Regions from separate parts of the Sus scrofa genome. Here region 2 is linked to region 1. A link is a contact called in public Hi-C data. All regions are on one chromosome and are shown on one strand. Each heading gives the region's core, a stretch centred on a gene start, on an enhancer-like site or on the middle of the called end of the contact. The rest is flanking DNA. Distances are from core to core; before and after follow the strand shown. Region 1 overlaps CDH1 (cadherin 1). Region 2 holds the start of CDH1 (cadherin 1).

What was found. A called contact is a pair of places that touch in the nucleus more often than the background predicts.
Region 2: a Hi-C map of liver shows a contact between it and region 1, with 2.3 times the contacts expected there. The contact joins the promoter of CDH1 here to the enhancer-like site in region 1. A contact is called at or near these places in 1 of 5 promoter capture datasets (liver), 6 of 47 Hi-C or Micro-C datasets (embryonic fibroblasts, liver and skeletal muscle) and 1 of 2 datasets of contacts at active chromatin or transcription factors (skeletal muscle).

Annotation. Positions count from the first base shown.
Region 1 is chr6:18,111,878-18,114,748 of Sscrofa11.1, reverse strand. The region is part of intron 2 of CDH1 (cadherin 1); the gene reads left to right. Among named protein-coding and RNA genes, the nearest start is that of TANGO6, 42 kb to the right of the region's middle. Within about 2 kb of position 1,383, at least 5 of the 83 cell types and tissues checked have an H3K27ac peak or open chromatin away from gene starts, as enhancers often do. A contact at or near this core is called in liver, where this site is marked.
Region 2 is chr6:18,154,174-18,157,309 of Sscrofa11.1, reverse strand. CDH1 (cadherin 1) reads left to right here and starts at 1,324. Exons shown (of 16, transcript NM_001163060.1): 1 at 1,324-1,476; 2 at 2,358-2,472. The coding sequence starts at 1,429.

The DNA of each region.
Region 1 (2,871 bases), core at 134-2,633:
TCTTCCCATCCCTAGCCCCGCAACCCAAGGTGACCACTGATCTGTTTTTGGGTCTATGGATTTGCCTATTCTGGACATTTCATATAAATTAAACCATAGAGTACATGGTCTTTCGTGACTGGCTTCTTAGCATATTTATCCATGGTGTAGCTTTTAGCAGTAATTCATTTCTTTTCATTGCTGAATAACATTCGCTTGGGTGGGTGTACTACAGTTTATTCCTTCATCAGTTGGTAGACATCTGGGTTGTTTCCACTTTGGACCTATTATGAGTAATGCTGCTATGTCATCTGTGTTTTGTTACTTTTCCCCTTGCATGTACACAAGGTACTGCTTTTGAAATTAAAAGACAAAAAACTAAGATTTAGGAGGAAAAAAAAAAAAATGAATATATGTTGCAGTGGCTGTGGCGTAGGCCGGCACCTGCAGCTCCGATTTGACGCCTGGCCTGGGAACCTCCATGTGCCTCGGGAGTGGCCCTAGAAAAGGCAAAAAGACAAAAAAAAAAAAAAAAGGATGTAATAAAACACCCTGTTTAGAGGTGCCTGAGGAATGTGAGGTGTGTGTGTTTTTCCCATCATGTTATCATCCAACAGCTCTGAGGAAATGAAAGGGAGATGACTGCGTCTGCTCATATCCTGCAGAGGAGGGAGACCCAGGAGATCAGGTGTGGACGGCAGAACAGTGCAGGGGTTAAGACTGTAGGTCTTGGGACCAGACAGACATGCTCTTGAATCCTAGCCCTGCCACTCATCGCTGTGTGACCTTGGGAGAGCCATTTAATATCTCTGAGCCTTTACTGATAAAAGAGAGTGATGCTTCCGTCTCTCTACGTGGTTGTAATAATGTAAACTTGTTACGCCTCTTGTATAGGATCATTTTCCACCCTCCCCTGGGTGCTCCAAGTGCCTGGGGAAGGTTTGAAATATACCTTGGCCTGGGCATTACCAGCCTTGGAGATCTAATTCAGTTAGCCTGGGGCATGGCGCCCAGGCCTGGTCTGTTTATTTTTATATTTTTAAAAGTGTCCCAGGAGAGTCTCAGGACACATTATACTAGACCCTGATGGAAATGAGGTTAGAGGTATTTTGGTCAAAGTACTTTATTTCACAAGTGGTCCACCAAGATCGGGAGAGTCCCTCCTGCTGCACAGGGACCTTGGACCCTGTCCCCCATCCCAGGTCTGTGCCCCTTCCTGTGAGGGGTTGGCAGGAGTTGGAGGTGAAGGTTTTTCCAAATTGTTTTGGAATTCGGAACGTGGGTCCCTCCCTACCCTGGGGGAGCCCAACAGAAAGGAAAAGTGGGCAGATTCTGTGGTGTGGGAAGGAGGCTTTTCTTTCTAATCAATAAGCAAACAGTTCCTGGAGTTGCCCAACCTGGCCACAGGAATGCTTGCTGGGTTTCAGCCAGTGGGAATGATCAATTATCGTGTCTCTTCTTCGGGCTGGCTGGATCCAGTGTTTGTGTGTTTAACACCCAGCCTGAAGCTGGGATAATAAAACCCCTCCAATTTAGTGTGCAAGTCAGAGGCTTCTTGTTCCTTTTGATGAAACCAAACCAGTTTCCCTCCCTGTGACGGCAAACAGGTCCCCGTCCACCTCTGCAGCAGGCCTCTGCCTTCCTCCCTCGCCTCCCTTTTTAGATGAATTGAGATGAGATTCCTTGGCAGCTCATGTCCACCTTGGAAGACTGAAGCCAGATCCTCCTCGGTCTTGGACTTGAGCAGAGAAGCGGCCCCAGGTTCTCCAGCTCAGCCACCAGAGTCCCATTGAGACAGAATTAAACCAGTTGAGATTCAGCAGGGTGCGGTTTTATCAGAGGGCTCAATTCTGAACTGCCTAAGAGAGGCCTGGAGTGGCAGAGGGTTTAAAAGTGAATTCTTGGAGTTCCCATTGTGGCTCAGTGGGTTAAGAACCTCACTAGTATTCATGAGGACATGGGTTTGATCCCTGGCCTCACTCAGTGGGTTAAGGATCCAGCGTTGCCTCAAGCTGCAGCGTAGGTCGCAGACAAGGCTTGGATCCTGTGTTGCTGTGGCTGTGGTGTAGCCTGGCAGCTGCAGCTCTGATTTGACCCCTAGCCCAGGAACTTCCGTATGATGCAGGTGTGGCCCTAAAAATAAAATAAAATAAATAAATAAATAAAAACTAAAGCGAGTTCTTCCTTCTTCTGGCCTTGCTCTCAAGGGGGCAAGGGAGTGGGGAGCCCTCTGGCCCTTCTAGACTGAAGGAACAGGTCCCATGTGGGACCCATATGCTGGTGTTACTCTCATTCCACTAGACTGTGAGCCCAGGAGGGCAGGGAGCACTACTTGCAGTGTTGACGCCTGGGTCTTCAGCACCAGAACGGGGCTCAGCAGAGGGTGTGCGGTGCCTGCACAGCCTTGGCGCGCCGTCCCCTGCTACACCGTGCTGCCAGAGGTGGCACCATCTCTGTAAATACCTCTTTTTAAGGCCTTCCCTAAACTTTTTATGGAATTGTCCCCTCCATCCCTGCTGCTTTTTTTTCTCTATTAACACTTTATCCTAACACTGAATAATTTATTTGGTTTTTTTGTTTGTTTGTTTTCTTTTGTTTTTCTTAGCTCTTTAGGGCCATACCCATGGCATATGGAGGTTCCCAGGCTAGGGGTCCAATAGGAGTCACAGCTGCCAGCCACAGCCAGAGCCACAGCCACAGCAATGCCAGATTCGAGCCGCATCTATGACCTCCACCACAGCTCGCGGCAACACTGGATCCTTAACCCCCTGAGCAAGGGCAGGGATCGAACCCACCACCTCATGGTTCCTAGTCGGATTTGGATTTGTTTCCGCTGTGCCATGATGGGAATTTCTGAATCATTTGTTTTTTAATCATCTCATCCCATTGGAA
Region 2 (3,136 bases), core at 75-2,574, 43 kb before region 1:
TCGCAGACACGGCTCGGATCCTGCGTTGCTGTGGTGTGGGCTGGCAGCTGTAGCTCCGAGCTAGGGGTCAAATCGGAGCTGTAGCTGCCGGCCTGCACCATAGCCACAGCAACGCTGGATCCAAGCCTCGTCTTCAACCTACACCACAGGTTACAGCAATACCAAGGATACTTAACTCACTGAGTGAGGCCAGGGATTGAACCTGCATCCTCATGAATACTAGTTGGGTTTGTTAACTGCTGAGCCACAACAGGAACTCTACTAATGAGTTTTTTCCAGTCAACATTAAAGGACACACTAGAATCTGAGGGAGGTGGCCACCTCCCTAATGGCTTCAAATTCTTTAGGCCTCAGTTGCCTGTCTATCAAATGGGAATAATAACAGTTCATGTGCGTCTTGAGATGAGACTAAATGAGGTGGTTACTGAAATGCTTAGCACAGAGCCTGGCACAGTAACTTTTAATGCCCAGCACCTATTGTCACCTATTATTACCCCTCATATCTGTATAGAGCTTTTATGGTGCAGGAAACATTGGTCTTTTTTTTTTTAATATATATATATTAACATGGTTAGTTTTATTTTATTATTATTATTATTATTTGTCTTTTTGCCATTTCTTGGGCCGCTCCCACAGCATATGGAAGTTCCCAGGCTGGGGGTCTAATCGGAGCTGAAGCTGCTGGCCTACACCAGGGCCACAGCAACGCTGGATCCGAGCGGAGTCTGCAGCCTACACCACAGCTCACGGCAACGCCGGATCGTTGACCCACTGAGCAAGGGCAGGGATCGAACCCGAAACCTCATGGTTCCTAGTCGGATTCGTTAACCACTGCGCCACGACGGGAACTCCGGAAACACTGGTCTTATTAACTGCATGTCATCTTCATCACGACATAGGGAGAGGTTAGTACTATTCCCATTTGGAAGGTGGAGAAACTGAGCCTCTGAAAGGGGGATCCTATCCAGTGAATTGATTCGCAGATCCACGAACCGACGGAGACCTGCAGTTAAAAAGACAGTAGTTAAAGGGTAAAATACTTTCTCGCCCCAGATGTTAGTGAAGCTGTTATTTAAACCTGGTGGTAGCAGGTATCAGTGGCGCTCCTACCCCCTACCCTGAGTCTACTGTAAAGGGTCACCGGGTCGGCGCGAGGCAGGGGGGCGGGATCGGGGGCGGAGCTTGCGCCCACGCCCGAGGAGGAAGCCGAGGTCGCGCCGTGCCGCTCATTGGCTGCGGCTGGCAGGTGCACCTTCAGCCAATCAGTGGTTCCGGGGGCGGGACCTTCGCGGCTCACCTGGCTCCCGCGGCGCTGCCCAGCTCAGTGGCGTCCGGAGCCTCAAGGCACCTGTGAGTTCGCGGAAGTCCTGCCAGACTCTAGCCCGGCCTAGCCCGGCCGGACCCTACCCAGTCCCCGCCCGGCCCGCCATGGGCCCTCCGTGCCGCAGTCTCTCTGCTCTCCTGCTGCTGTTGCAGGTACGTTGGGTCCCCGACTTTAAAGGGAATGCCTCCCTGTACCACCATCCGCGCCCGGTCCCCTAACCCCTTCCTCTCTTTCGTCGTCCCTTCCTCGCTCCTGTCGTCCCCGCTCCCTCTTCTTCCAAAAAAGTTTGGGTTCAAAGGGCCTGAACCGCCTGGAAACTGCGCCGTGGTGGACTCCATGGAGAAGGAACTGGGAGCGGGTGCGGGTGAAGGGCGAGTGCCGCTTTGCTTACTCCCTCCGGCAAATACCCGAGGTGGGGGGGGGGGCACGCCCCGCTGCAGCTACTGGGGACTCCGTGGGGAAGGGGAAGGCCCGGAGTGGGGTGGGGGTTGGGGTACGGGATAGAGGAGCCCAGGTGAAGCGGCCTGGGAACGACCCCTGAGGTAAAGAAAGGGGAACCAGTGGAAATAAAGGCACCTGCCCTGTAAAGGAAGGGTAGTGAGTAGGTACGGGGGCGCCCCCTGGGACAGGAAAGTGGGGTCCAAAAGGGGTTGGAACGCCCCTCCGTCTGAGGAACTGGACTTAGGAGTGGAAGCGGTCTCGGTACAAGGACGGTAGAATTGGGAAGAATAAAGACGCCTCCCGGGAAATTAAAAAAGAGACTGGAAGGACAGGGGAAAGGGGTGCTAGGTCTGGAGGAGGTGACCCAGCAGCCCCCTTCCGGCGAATCCCCGGGAGCTTGGCGGCCGCAGGTGTCCGAATGAAAGACTTCGGTGTGACTGCCTGCCCCGGGGGCGGGAGTGGGAGGGGTGGTTCCCTCCCACAGCCTGGCGCCGGGAGCGAGGGAGGGGAGGCGCTGTTGGTTTCGGTGTGGGCAGGAGGGGACCCCCCACCCCACCCCGAGTCACCCGGTTCCTTCCTTCCCCCATCCCAGGTCTCATCGTGGCTCTGCCAAGAGCCGGAGCCCTGCAATCCTGGCTTTGGCGCCAAGAGCTACACGTTCACCGTGCCCCGGCGGCACTTGGAGAGAGGCCGAGTCCTGGGCCGAGGTGAGAGCGCGCTACGGGTGTCCCGGATCAGGGTGGGATGGGAGAGGGAAGGGTCTGAGAAATTGCCCTCCCAAGCCCCTGGGCAAGCCCTTTCTTTCTTCCCTGGCTCACAGGACACTCTATTGTAATTTCAGCCGATGCAGGGATCTAAACTTAGACCGCGATAGGGGCTTGGGGTTGAGGAGGCTGTCTTGCACGGTTAACTTAGTTGGGGTGGGCACTTATTGGAGGCCATCAGTGGGTCTCATGTCGTCCTGACCCCTTAGAAACTGTTTGGTCATTTCAGGCTGCAAAAACCTGATGTGTGGGAAGAGGGTGGGGGGTGGGCAATTCCCGTTTTACGGATGAGCAAGCGGGAGGCTCCGAGGGTGGGGTCCACTTGCCGCAGGGTCAGCAGAGTAGGAATCTGAACTAGGATCTGCCTCCCAGGCCCTATCTGTACCATCTCTGGGGCGACTGAGGAGCCCTCTCTTGGTTACCAGGTTGTGGCTTTTGCTCATAGAGATGAAAACATTTTGATACAGGTACTGTTTCCCCAAGGAATAATGTTGGTTTTTTTTTTTTTAAGTCTAGTAGCTCTGACTCAGGGAATGAAAAATGGACACAGTGTACTTCTGGGGACTTATCACTGTGATGATCTGGATTCTAGAGTTTGCTTTGTTTC